Regions from separate parts of the Mus musculus genome. Here all the other regions are linked to region 2. Evidence: chromatin contacts called from public HiCAR-type and promoter capture Hi-C data. All regions are on one chromosome and are shown on one strand. The core of a region is the stretch at or near the end of the contact, and the rest is flanking DNA. Distances in the headings are between cores, read along the strand shown.

Region 1 (4,725 bases), core at 1,251-3,750, 190 kb after region 2:
TTCTTCTTTTTTAAGATTTATTTTATTTATATGAGTACACTGTTAACTGTCTTCAGACACACCAGAAGAGGGCATTGGATGCCATTAAAGATGGTTGTGAGCCACCATGTGGTTGCTGGTTTTGAACTCAGGACCTCTGGGAGAGCAGTCAGTGCTCTTGATTGCTGAGCCACCTCTCCAGCCCCTAGAAGTGGTGTTTATTAGAATGACTTACAGGGCTGTGGAACAGCTAATCCCATAATGGCTGCCTACGATCAGAAAGTCCAGAATTCGAGTAGTTGATCAGTCTACAAAGCTGGATGTTTTAGCTAGTCTAGAGTATACACCAGAATCCTAAAGAAGTAGACTCTAGAGCCAGTGAAGGAATAGATTTGTTATCAAAGACAAGAACAAGCAGGCAAAATGAGCTATCTTTTATCTAGTATTCCAGCAGAAGGTATGGTCCAGATTAAAGATAGGTCTTCCCACCTCAAAAGTCTGGATTAAAGATGTGTCATCCTACCTCAGAGATCCAGTTTAGAAGTAGATCTTCCCGCTTCAAATGATTTAATTAAGCAAAAATTCCTCACAGGTATGCCCAGCCATTTTAGGTTCTAATTAATTGTAGATGTAGTTAAAACGGCAGCGAGAATAACCATGACAAGCTCAGAGAGACGCCAGGAGACTGAGGTGCTCAGACCTCCTTCATCCTCTCTCTGTCCAGGCCTCCCTGAACAGTCTGTCTGTTCCTACTTGTATGTGCTTCTTGCTGCTCTTGGCCTTCCTTCCTTCCTTCCTTAAACTGTACACTCTTCTTCATACACGTGACAGCTGAGGGAAATGACAAAAGTGCTCTCCTTTTCTCTCTTGACATATACCAGTGACGCCTTGTAACAGCGACCTAGGCTGTCTGCATTCATCTGTGTCCCGTTTATCAGCTGTGCGATTCTAGACAGATCATTTGATTCCCTGGAGCTTCATTTGCCTCATTGACAACTCATAATAATAGAATTCTACTAGATCTGTCTCATACGAGGATCAGTGAACACTGGTTTTCTAACAGTTGGTGGACATGAGAAGTATGAGTAACTATTAGCTATTAGTTTGTTTAATCTTTTCTCTGTTCCACATTGTAGCCTTGAAGTAGACACAAGAATGAGAGCAAAGAAAGAAAGTGCAGGAAAGCAGCTAGGAAGTTCCATAGTGTGCAGTGTTGAGAAATGTATCTTGCATGCCTCATTCTCTATGTGCAGAGATGTGTATTGGTATACACCTAGAGCTGTGTGTTGGTATTTATAGGTATTTCTGTGTCCTTCATCTAAGATAGGCTTTAGAGAAGATGTGTTAAGATTTCTTTCCCGGGACTGGAGAGATGGCTCAGCGATTAAGAGCACTGACTGCTCTTCCGAAGGTCCTGAGTTCAAATCCCAGCAACCACATGGTGGCTCACAGCCATCCGTAATGAGATCTGACGCCCTCTTCTGGCGCATCTGAAGGCAGCTACAGTATACTTAGATATAATAATAAATAAATCTTTAGACCGGAGCAAGCGGGGCCGACCAAAGCAAGTAAAGGTCCTGAATTCAAACTCCCAACAACCACATTATGGCTCACAACCATCAGTACAACTACATTGTACTCATATGTACATTAAATAAATCTTTAAAAATATATATTTCTTTCTTTTCTTCTTTCCCTGCTGCTGTCCTTCTTTAAAAATCCCTCTGTACACAGATAAACTTTTGTGTCAACATATTAGGATACAGAAGTCACCATCTAGTGATAAAGAGAAGTCAAAGTCTGAAAGAGGCAGTTGTTAACTTGTTCACTAGTTTGTCAACTATGTTTGTCAGTTTTCACATGGCTGTATAGTTAGAGGCCCAAGAGAGTCCCGAGCCAGATCTCCATTCTGCTCTTCTGGGGATCTAGGCCAGGGTCATGTTGCAATCCAAAGTCCTCCATCCCAGCTTACCTTCCAAGACCAGGCAGGACCATACCTTTGATACATGTTCTCTAAGCACCTCCTGTATTCAGTGTGAACTTAGGTTAAATCTGAGAACCCTGTGATAATGAAACCTTCTGACTTGCCAGATGTCTTACATACAGAAGGTTCAGAAACCAATATCATCTATGCACTGACTTGTCCAGTCAGGAGACCAAGTCACCCCAGAGGAAAGAGAACCTTTGTTTCCTAGGAAGTCTGGGGAATTCATGATACTTAGGTGAGATGAAGAGCAACAGGAACTTGTAAGGAAGGTCAACCCCAAAAAAATGGTGTAACAAAGGCATGAAATATGGCTAGGCAGAGACCAGCAAACCTTGTATGCCTGCAGAACCAAAAATCGTACAGTATAGGATATGGCAAGAAACAGGCAAAAAGGTGATGGGGGCCTTGAGTCTGGTCCTGGGACTGTCTGCCTTCAGTCATTCGACTTCCCGGCGTCACATAGGCACACAGAGAGCCCATCCTTCAGAATTCGCTGCAGCTAAGCTGGGACTGAAAGGGAATTCTTTTCTTTTCTTTTCCTCCCAGGCCACTGCACAGATGGAAGAGCGACTAGCTGACTTCATTTCCTCTAACACTCCAGATAGTGTGTTGCCCTTGGCAGATGGAGCACTAAGCTTTATTCATCATCAGGTGATTGAGATGGCCCGAGACTGCCTGGATAAATCTCGGAGTGGCCTCATTACGTCACACTATTTCTATGAACTTCAAGAGAATTTGGAAAAGCTTCTGCAAGATGTAAGTGTCTTGACGAGGAATGTAATGACACTTCCACAAGGTCATCTCGGGAATTGGCAGTGAGCTCACTCTTCCAGCTGCTGGCCACAATCAGGTCTCCTTGCCAGTGAATAGGAGTTTCCATGTTTGGTACTGATGATCTGATGTTCTTCCCACGGCCTTTCCATCACTAAGAGAAGCCTGCTTGGTTTCAGAGGAACTCAGTTTTGTGAATGGTTCTCTAAAGCCAAAGCTGTATTACTCTGTCTGAGACTCCAACATGGGTAGTGTATAATTCCAGCATTGGTATTATGTATGAGTATTTGACTTTTTACCAAAATATGTATAGGTATTTGACTTTTTACCAAAAGCAAAAAGTTGCATAGAGGTTCACCAGACATGACGGCCCACACCTAGTTCTTGGGAGGTGAGGCAGATCCCACTGAACCTGACTGGTCTATGTAGTGAATGCCAAGCCAGTCTGGGCTATATGTAGTGAGATCCTATTTATTTCAAAACAAACATCATCAGCATCATAATAACAATACAAAATACAGTAGTGGATATATGGACTGTGTTTTACTGAAAATCATTTGTTTAAGCACAGCTTCCTAACTATCCTCAACCCAGGTGAAGCAGGCCTCAGGCTTATCCTATGAGCAAGTCCATTAACTGATACTTTATTAGCACAGTGATAGACTTTGACGTGAAAATGTGAATCTCTTCAGTATAAAAAGTCTCTGGGGCTGGAGAGATGGCTTAGTGGGTAAGAGCACTGACTGCTCTTCCCGAAGGTCCTGAGTTCAATTCCCAGCAACCACATGGTGGCTCACAACCATCTGTAATGGGATCTGACGCCCTCTTCTGGTGTGTCTGAAGACAGCTACAGTGTACTTATATAATAATAAATAAATCTTTTAAAAAAAAGTCTCTGGGAGGAACTGAAATGATGACTCGGCTGTTAAAAGCACTGGTTGGTTTTCCAGAGGGCCCAGGTTCAACTCCTCGCACCCATGTAGTGGCTCACAACAGTCTATAAATAGATTTTACATCTCTGAGAAGCTGGAGAGATGATTTCCTGATTAAGAGCATGTACTGCTTTGCAGAGGACTTGTGTGGTTCCAAGCAACCACAACTGTCTATAACTCCCTGGCCTCTGCAAACACCTACATTCATGTCCACATACAAACCTATACATATAAATAAAGAGAAAGAAAATTTTAAGTCTCTGAAAAACAAAAGACAGAATAATCCAGAGGGGGGGGGGGGACCAAAGCTTCCACTAAATTCTTAAGCACTGCCTTCCTCAGCCTCTCAGGACAGTTGACAGCATTAACGCATTTGAGGTAAGAGCTCCTGGTCTCCAAGGTGCTTCATGCCACTAAAGTAGTGAAGCGCCCCTGTCTCCTCTCAACTGAAGATCCAGAGCTAATGTTCAAACAATGAATGGCTTCTAGAAGACTAGCAGATCAGTCTCTATACCCATGAAGATATAACTGGGTAGGTGGTAGTTACAGTGAGAAAGTATTCTTTAAATATGTTTTAAAAGTAATTTTATCTATAAAAATTCTTCCTCTGATTCCAAAATGGATACTTAGTTATAAATGTTACATAAGAGCAAGTTGAGAATGCCAAATTCCCATGAGAAGCAGCTGTTTCTTTCTGTTCAAAAATGAAGCTCTGGAGTTGGTAAGATGAGACCATCAGGTAAAGGTACTGCCGCCAAACCCGCTGGCCTGAGTGGGATCCCCCAGATCCACACAATAGAGAGAGAGAGCCTTCACATGCACACCCTGGCATGAGCGTGCATGTATTGCACACCCCGGCATGAGCATGCGTGTATACAGAATGGAGAGATAAAAATGTAGTCAGCTAGTTTGTATAAGGCTCTAGTGACTGTTGATATTAGGGGGTGGAGATTTCTAACCAAGAAACAAAGCATGACTGGATAGCAGTGGCATACACCCTATTAATCCCAGAACTTGGGAGACTGAGGCCTGCCTCAGCTACCTACATAGTAAGAC
Region 2 (4,267 bases), core at 1,437-3,936:
TAAAGGCAGAAAAGAGTTGTATCACTACAGTTAGGAGGGAGACATCTTAGGCAGGATGAACTTCTAAAAATCAACTGTGACCAGCCCAAATGTCTGGTTAAAATCTTCCCATCTGGGCTGGGCGTGGTGGTGCACGCCTTTAATCCCAGCACTTGGGAGGCAGAGGCAGGTGGATTTCTGAGTTCGAGGCCAGGCTGGTCTACAAAGTGAATTCCAGGACAGCCAGAGCTATACAGAGAAACCCTGTCTCGAAAAACCAAAAAAAAAAAAAAAAAAAAAAAAACCCAAAAATCTTTCCACCTGTATGTTTCCTTTAACATAGAGAGCCTTTGTGGATCTTTGTTTCCACACCTTTTCTTCTTTCTCCTCGAGACTTGTTGGCCACTCTAACCTTACCTACGGTATAGTCTATATCACATTCAACCACATCTATCCAAGCTCATACATGCACACACAGTTACTGAAAAATTGTTCCTTTATGGAAGGAACTAGCGCCTACTGCTACAGCATCAGTCTCTAACATAAATCAGCATTTCGAATGTTTGTGAAATAAATAATGAAAGGCTTGGGGTTCTGTTTTGAGATAATGGTCTTAAACTTGTAATGATCCTTCTGCCTTCCATCACTGCTGGGATTGCAGGCACGTGCCACCATTATCTGCCTCAATTGCTAGCTTCTTCACAAATTTATGCCAATAGTAGTTTTTGGCTTGTTTGTTTGCTTTTGTTTTTTTAAGACATGGTACCACTATACAGCCTTAGCCAGACTGGAACTCACCATGTAGACCAAGTTGCCCTCAAATTCAAGAAGATCTATCTGCCTCTGCCTTCTGAGTGTTGAGATTAAACAACCATGCCTCACTCTCAATTATAATTTTTATGAGAAGAAAATATAATCTCTAAAGCCACAGAGAAGGAAACTACTAAAGTTTCCCCAGCATTAGTATACCAACAGTCTTGGGTTTATTTCATCTATGCCTGGGGTTGCTCCTGCCATATTCTATTCCACAGAAGTTATCAGACTAGGTTGTAGAGAATGGAACCCAGCTACAGAAACTGGGATCTGAGTCTTTGCAGGTTTAACAAAAACAAACATGTCAACAGTCATTTCAGAACGCTTGGGTTCTTCAAGTAGGCATGAAATAGAAGATAACAAAAATCCAACACTTTCATTATTTCTTATTTCCCAAAAAAAAGTTGAAGCTAAGAAACATGGCAACTTGCTATGAGAATCAAAGGGATAAATTCAAGTTACTGAAGAAACCACAAGTCCTTGCAATATAAGATCGACGATGAAGCAGAGGAAATGTAAAATGATTAAGGTTTTGTAATTCAGGCACCAAAGAAAACCAGTAATCAAAATGACAGAACTGTTGTAAGCTGATATTTTTAAAAAATTCAGTATATAGCATTCAGTCAAAATTATCAGTAAAAATGATCTGAAGGTGGGTGTGGTGGTGCAGAGGCAGGCAGATCTCTTAGCTCCAAGCCAGCCAAGACTGCATAGTAAGACCTTGTCATAATAATAATCTGATAATCATGACTATATAGACACTAATTTTGGGAGTTTTAAAGGAAGCCGCTAAAATTTACTTCAGCATGCACACAATGCATCTTACAAACAAGTGGCACATAAATACAATCTATTTCCCTCTATGTGGAAATTCGACCTATAGATGTTATTATACATGGCGTGGCTGTCAGACTTGTTGCTGCTCTGTATTCTCCCTGGCAGCAGATTCTGAACCCTCGCGGTGTGATTCTAGGCTACCTCCATTTCTCTCTTACTCAAGGTATTAAAGCACAGCCACAAGTCAAATGCCTCCTGTTACAACAAACAATTCACTTAATATTCACTTTGACAGTAGAGAGCCAGAATGTTTGTTGTCATCCTTCTCAGTAAATGTTGATGGCATTCCACTGCCAGTGGAGCACCTCATCCTAAACTGTGGCTTGGGAAATGCTTGTTCGTACAAACATGAAAAGTGAAGACCTGGGATTAGTGCATAGGGAGCTAAGAACTATGCTTCCATACAGTTTACTGGCTAACGATGGAGATAATCGGAGGGACTAAAGAGGACCTATGCTTTGATGGCCTGGATTTCCCGCTGAAGAGCATCTGAAAGTTAATTCAGTTAGAGGGCCAGAGCTCCAGCTGAGCATCAAAACAACTGAGACTCTTTGTGCTTGAGTTGGAGGCTGTAACTAGAACTCTGCCTAAACTGGTAGACACTAGAGGAAGAAAACCAACTCTGTGCTACTGACAGCGCGAGCCGGTAAGGAATTTCAGACTGGAGCCGGTAAGGAATTTCAGACTGGAGCCGGCAGAAGTCAGGGACAGGGTCCGGCCTTCGGTTTCCCCAGTGGGTGCTGGGAGAGCAGAGGCCAAGGCGCCGTGAGACTGGGAAGCTCCGGGACGCTAAAAACACACGGACGGTCAGAGCGCCTCCGGAGGCGACAGGACGAAAGCGGAGGAACGGTGCGTTCCAAAGCTCCAATCACTCGCTCTTCCCGGTCTGGAGAGCTGGACATGAGGAAGTTCCCAACCCTGTGAGAAACACAGACCGCACGCAGGCCTCGCTTACCCGCCGCGTCCCTTCCCGCCGGCGCCCTCCGGTGCTCTGCGCGCGCAGGCAGGCAGCGGAGGGGGCGGGGACAGTCTTTGGTGACAGGTGACTGCGAGTGCTGAAGGCGCAGCTTCGGCGCTGATGCGGGAACCTTCTACTGCGCGTGCTCCGCTTCTGGCCCCGCCTCCTCACAGCCACCGGCGTCGCTGGGTAAACCTGGGTAGCCGCTTGCTGGCCGCGGAGGCAGGTTCTTAAAAACCTCTCCCCTGCCTTGGGCTAGTGGACTTCCCTATTCCGCTCCATGCACATCTTCAATTCTTCAAGTGTCCCAGGCCAGGTACTGATCTCAGCGTCGAGGAAAATCACGTGCACCGTGCTTCTCTACCACCTTCCTTAGATCATTTCCTGAACCTCAATTTTGATACACTCCTGCCTACTTTGAAGTCAAGAATCAAAATGCCCACTTCTTTTTCAGTGTAGAGCATCATAATGTGTCCTGGTGCATTAGCAACGTCCAAACTTTTTTATAGTCTCCCCGCCCCACCCCAGGGTTTTCCGTGTAGGCCTAGCTGTCCTACAACTCACTCTGTAGACCAGGCTGGCCTCGAATTTAGAGATACACCTGCCGCTGCTTCCCAATTCTGGGATTAAAGGTGTGCACCACCATGCCCGACTGAGATTTTATTTTTTAAATGTGTGCCTCTAACCATAGGTTTGTATATGTAAAGGCTGTGCCCATGAAGGTCAGAAGATGGTGGTAGTTCCCCCTGATGCTGGAATTACAGGCTGGGAACAGCTCAGGTCCTCCTTGAGGGAAGTGGACTCTTTGCCAGGAGTTGTGGTGCACATCTATCATCCCAGCACTGGGAAGGCAGAGACAGGAGGATTTCTGTTGTGTACCTGGCCAGTCCAGTCTACTTAGTGAATTTCAGGATAGCTGGGGCTATGTAGAGAGACCCTTTCTCAAAAATAACAAGTAGTGTGCTCTCTTAGCCACATCATCTCTCCAACCCTCAAACTTTATGTTCCTGACCCATAGTGTACAAAAATATTTTACATCAAACACATACCATGTATTTGCATATTCAGATGTATAGCTAAGACAAAAATTTCACAAGACTATGCTTACATTTACTCCACATCTTCAATTTCTACTTTACATTTCATTATGAAAAGTGCAAAAAAAAATCTGCAAAAAGTGGCAGAAATTTAGAAAAGAGTAAAAGGAATTACTGGACCCCTGTCTGGTGCAAGGCTCAGCAATCACTGACCAATACTGGAAGGCTAGTTCCATGAAGATTTTCTATTGACTAAGCTATTTTATGGTGGAAGAAAAAAAAGAGAGATGGCTCAAACGATTAAGAGCACTGGCTGCTCTTCTAGAGGAACTGGGTTAGTTCTCAGCAACTACACGGCAGCTCACACCAGTTCCAGAGGATCACACAGCCTCACACAGACATACAAGCAGGCAAAACACCAATGCTCATAAAATAAGAATAAAAATTTAGAGGGCTGCCGAGATGGCTCAGTGGGTCCTGAGTTCAAATCCCAGCAACCACATGGTGACTCACAACCACCTCTAATGAGATCTGACGCCCTCTTCTGGTGTGTCTGAAGACAGCCACAGTGTACTTATGTATAATAATAAATAAATCTTTGGGCTGGAGAGAGCAGGGACTGACCAAGCAGGGTTGACTGGAG
Region 3 (4,593 bases), core at 1,278-3,777, 200 kb before region 2:
GCTCTTAAAGAGAACTTTGATTTCTTTGAGCCTCCACATGATGGTATAAAACATTCATACACCTAAAACACTTTTTTGTGTGTCCTTTTTGTTTTCTGAAAAAAGATCTTTTTAACCCTGGATGGCCTATAGCTCAATATGTAGAGCAGGCTAGTCTCAAACTCATAGAGACCGGCCATCTCTGCCTTCTGAGCACGAGAACTAAAACTGTGTGACACCAAGAAGCACATTTTTTAAAAAATAGTATAGAATAGAGTTTATTCAGGGCACAGAAGGGGAGTTGGAAAGGGGGAGAGGGAGAGAGAGAGAGAACAGAGAAAGAGGAGAGGAGAGGCCTGCCAGAAACATGTGGAGAGAAAGGGGTAAGGGGAAGAAGAAGAGGAGGAGAAGGAGTAGAGGAAGAGTGAAGCACATTTTTAAAAAATTTTTATTTATTATATATACAACATGTATGCCTGCAGGCCAGAAGAGGTCATCAGATGTGGGCCAACCCGTGGTTGCTGGGAATTGAACTCAGAACCTCTTGAAGAGCAGTCAGTGCTCTTAACCTCTAAGCCATTTCTCCAGCCCCCAAGAAGCACATCTTAAACAAACAACCAAAAGGGTGAAGCCTTGCCCATCACTTACTCACTCTGCAGCTCTTGGTGAAAGCCACTGGCAGGACCCAACTTTCCTGGTCTTGCTTTCATTTGGTTTTGGACTAGCTCTTGAACCTGACTCCGAAGGCCCTGCAGTTCCTTTTTCAGCCCTTCCAGGCATTGCTCCAGAAGGGCTCTCCCTTTGGGGCCCTCCTGCAGCAGTTTTAGTGATGCTGTAGAGGGGAAAGTAAGGTCAGTGGCTCTAAGAGACTCACATGAGAGCAAATGACACATAGGTAAAGCTGTGTAGGGCTGGAGGGAGAGAAGCTCACCCATTCACTAAAAGGCTAAGCCCCACAACCGAAAGCTGTATGTACATCAGCGGTAGAGCACAGATCATTAGCATGTGCAAAACTCGAAAGCTGTATGTACATCAGTGGTAGAGCACAGATCATTAGCATGTGCAAAACTCTTGGTTTCCATTTTAAAACTCTGTGTGCCATACATAGAAAAGAATTGGCCCAATACCTTCTAGAGCACTGATCTTGAACATATGTTGCTCCCGATCCTTCAACAGGCTCTGTACAGAATGCTTCAGCGCCTCAGTCACCTACCCAAGCAGAGAAAACCCAGACATTCCTTTCTAAGTCATTGTCCCAACTCCTAATATTCTCGTCTCACATTATCACCACGTACATACCCCTAATACCTCACCTGAGCCTGAGCCTGAAGCTGGGATCGGAGTTTAGTAACTTCATCCCAGAGAGAGGAGCTGTGGGCTTCAGTACAGCTCAGTCTCTCTCCAAGAGTGGGAGTCTTTAGAGCCCAAGGCTGTTGAGCTTGGGCCTCTGGCTGAGGAGGTAAGCGATGAGAAGTCCAGGTGTCAGCCAGGTCCCCTATTGTGGGAATAGGGAAGGGACAAGAGCAGGGTCTGTCTGTGTAGGAAATCAGAGGACAGGAAGTAGCTGGGATTTGTACAGAACTGTGAGCTGTACAGGCAGGCACTGAAAGAAAGGAGGCTCTGAGAAGACAAAGGGCTGGGAGAAAAGACAATACTTACCTGTAGAGGAAACTCGAAAGGGATACAAACTCTGCTACAAAAAAAAAAAAAAAAAAAAAAAAAAAAAAAACCAGCAAACAGTTCAACAAGCCAGTGAGCTCTCAGTGCCCTTTACTAAGCCCTAGCCTAGCCTCCCAATGGGAGGGGTTAGATGGGGATCCCAGAGGTCCCCCTCTTACCTTAATCCGGGCCATATTTTCATCAGTTGAACTGAGAACCGCATGAAGCTGATCAGACCAGCTAGGGCTCCTGTTCATCCTGGAGCACTTGAAATTGCGTCTCTAACTTTCCCTGTTCTTGCTCTTCCACACTCAGATACCCGCGGGCCAGCCCAGGACAAGCCACAGAGTTAGATGGAAATAAGGAAAGTGGGAATATATTAGGGCTACAGAAACAGTGCGATAGCAATACTGTGAATCTAGAACTACGGAACAGAGTACTTTGAAAAGTGGGGGGTCGGGGAGGGGGGAAGAAAACAGAATAATATCGAGAGGGTAGAATGAACCGAATTTTGGTTGAGACCTCCACAAATCAAGGACGCTATCACCACTGAGACAAGTGACAAGTGCCGCTCAAGAGTTCAAACTCTGGTAGGCGGAGAATGAGATTTTAAGTACCGGTGCCGCAGCGCCACCCGGGAAACTGAGTCCGCTTCTTGCGGAGACCACAGGCAATAGAGGGCGGAAATACGTTTCCCTGGAAATACGTGCCCTGTGCGTTCACACTCACACCTCCCGTGAAGCTCGTCGGGACACGGAGTCTTCCAGACTCGGTTATGTTTGGGCTACAAGGACAAAAGTAACTACGTGTACCAAGATGCACCGTGCAGAGTCAGTTGAGTCCGTTACTATTCCTTTACTTCTTGGGAAATGTAGTCCAGCCCTGATGGACGCATACAAGCCTAAGTTAGCTATGAGACTCCATTTCCCAGCAAGCTCAGCGTTCAGCGTGCGTTATGGAGCCGCGAGTCGCAGAGCTGAAGCAGAAGATTGAGGACACCTTGTGTCCTTTTGGCTTCGAAGTTTATCCCTTCCAGGTTGGTTTGTCTTCCCTGTGGTCCTAGGGTGAGCTCTAGGATTGGCCTTGGTGCCAAAAGTGTGAAGGCCGGTGAGCCCTTCTGATCCTCTCAACCTACTGCAGCCATCTGATGACCAGGTCGTGTTGTAAAATGGGGCTTGATTAAAAAACGTAGAGAAACACATGTTTGCCCTTTTATGTCTTTATGATGTCAAACAAATGAATGGGATACAGCCCAAGATCCCCTAACCTGTCATCATTATAATTTACCAGAAAACGGTCTCCCGGTGTGGGCGGGATCATCAGATTCTTCCAAAGGAATTAGAAGAGGTCAAAACTTGGAAGGTTGGTGTGACAGTGTACTCGATCAGATGAAGAGAGAAGAGTATTCCTAATGTTGAACAAGAGACAATTGGCTAGTTTGTTCGGCCAGCCAACAGAAGGCTAATTCATGGTGTTGCTTGCCATCAATACGGGACTGAGCATAGAAATTCCTCACGCTCGCCTGGTACAGAAGTCTCTGTAACCACAGTCCCTCTCCACCCCACCCAGCCCCGCCCTATTCCACACTTTCCTCCCACAGTGCTGAGTGAACAAAATTATGTTTAAGACACAAACTAAAATCCGCCTGTGTCCTTTGGCCTATCTTAAGATTCCTAGGCCATTGAGCTTTCCAGGGGAAGACTTGTAAGAAGATACTATTGAGAAGTTAAGTCTAGTTTGAAAGCCATGCTTGAGGTCTTGGGTTCAATTCCTAGTAATGAGGCAAAAACAAAATTGAAAGCTGAGGCTATAAAACTAAGTGAGATGTATATCTATCTATCCATCTATCAGAAATTTATCTGATAGGTGGATGGCTAGCTAGCTAGAGTGCTGGCTTAGCATTTGCAAATCTCAGTCACCAGCACAAAAACAGAGAAATGTATATGAAAAGATGGATTGAAAGGAGAGGAGAATTATGTACATTCTAGAGTCAGATTGGGACTGGAAAGAGAGCTCAGCAGTTAAGAGCACTGACTGCTCTTCCAGAGATTCTGAGTTCAAATCCCAGCATCCACATGGTGGCTCACAACCATCTGTAATGGGATCTGATGCCCTCTTCTGGTGTGTCTGAAGACAGCTACAGTGTACTCACATACATAAAATAAGTAACTAAATCTTTTTTTAAAAGTCAGAATTTGGAGGCAGTGATGGAAGGTAGTGATGGAAGGCAGATATGGGAAAGAATAGAAGTGCCTATGTGAATGTGAGGCATGGTGGCTGAAGCCTTTGACCCCAGCACTCAGGAGGCCGAGTCTTCCAGACCAGCCTGATATACATAGCAAGCTCCAGGTCAGCCAGAGCTATAGTGAGACCCCATCTTATTTTAAACTTGTGTGTGTCTAGTCTGGATAATAGGAACTATTATACTGAGCAGAGTTAGCCCCGCCTGTCTCCTAAGGTCTTGCTACTCACCTTTCCAGTCCTATATCCAACAGCCACCATGAATATCACCTGAATCTTCCAAACACAGGTTGTTGTTTTTAGCCCACCAACCTATCCTATATCCCAGAACACTTCTCACATATGAATTATTATAATCTCCTTGCTGCCATCTTGGCTCCAATCCATTCTCTACAGCGCAACCAGATCTTAGTAATGCAATTATTGGTCACTTTATTCTTTTAAGGGTTAAATGACTCCTCATCTTCACCAAGTTGGTGCCATAGTTTTTAAGTTGATATGTAAGGCCAGGCCCAACCTCTCTCCTACTAATCTCTCAAGCCTTCCCCTAGTGCATTTCCTTCTTTTTTTCTTTCCTTTTTTTTTTTTTTTGGTGGGGGAGAGGGGCGGGGGGATGGGGTTCTTTTTTTGTTTTGTTTTTTCGAGACAGGGTTTCTCTGTGTAGCCCTGGCTGTCCTGGAACTCACTCTGTAGACCAGGCTGGCCTTGAACTCA

The links. HiCAR-type assays count read pairs that join an accessible place to other places. Capture Hi-C pulls out chosen DNA fragments and counts their contacts.
Region 1: a contact with region 2 is called in a HiCAR-type map of PVALB interneurons, with 4 times the contacts expected there. The contact joins the enhancer-like site here to the promoter of Ipp in region 2. A contact is called at or near these places in 4 of 39 promoter capture datasets (the 3T3-L1 cell line, hippocampal neurons, liver and 1 more), 7 of 484 Hi-C or Micro-C datasets (brain, cerebellar granule neurons, cerebral cortex and 4 more), 3 of 115 datasets of contacts at active chromatin or transcription factors (PVALB interneurons, craniofacial prominence and embryonic stem cells) and 3 of 9 other capture datasets (adipose tissue, liver and pancreatic islet).
Region 3: a promoter capture Hi-C map of liver shows a contact between it and region 2. The contact joins the promoter of Mmachc here to the promoter of Ipp in region 2. A contact is called at or near these places in 1 of 484 Hi-C or Micro-C datasets (CD4 T cells), 2 of 115 datasets of contacts at active chromatin or transcription factors (bone marrow-derived macrophages and memory CD8 T cells) and 3 of 9 other capture datasets (adipose tissue, liver and pancreatic islet).

What each region holds. Positions count from the first base shown.
Region 1 is chr4:116,320,261-116,324,985 of GRCm38.p6, reverse strand. Mast2 (microtubule associated serine/threonine kinase 2) reads left to right here. Exons shown (of 30, transcript NM_001369061.1): 11 at 2,513-2,722. Among named protein-coding and RNA genes, the nearest start is that of Pik3r3, 100 kb to the right of the region's middle. Within about 2 kb of position 2,500, at least 15 of the 459 cell types and tissues checked have an H3K27ac peak or open chromatin away from gene starts, as enhancers often do. A contact at or near this core is called in PVALB interneurons and muscle stem cells, where this site is marked.
Region 2 is chr4:116,505,968-116,510,234 of GRCm38.p6, reverse strand. It overlaps Ipp (IAP promoted placental gene), which reads right to left and starts at 2,686. Exons shown (of 9, transcript NM_008389.3): 1 at 2,585-2,686.
Region 3 is chr4:116,706,319-116,710,911 of GRCm38.p6, reverse strand. It overlaps Mmachc (methylmalonic aciduria cblC type, with homocystinuria), which reads left to right and starts at 2,527. Exons shown (of 4, transcript NM_025962.3): 1 at 2,527-2,674. The coding sequence starts at 2,594. It overlaps Ccdc163 (coiled-coil domain containing 163), which reads right to left and starts at 2,317. Exons shown (of 10, transcript NM_026714.3): 1 at 1,818-2,317; 2 at 1,639-1,672; 3 at 1,293-1,474; 4 at 1,107-1,188; 5 at 628-811. The coding sequence starts at 1,895.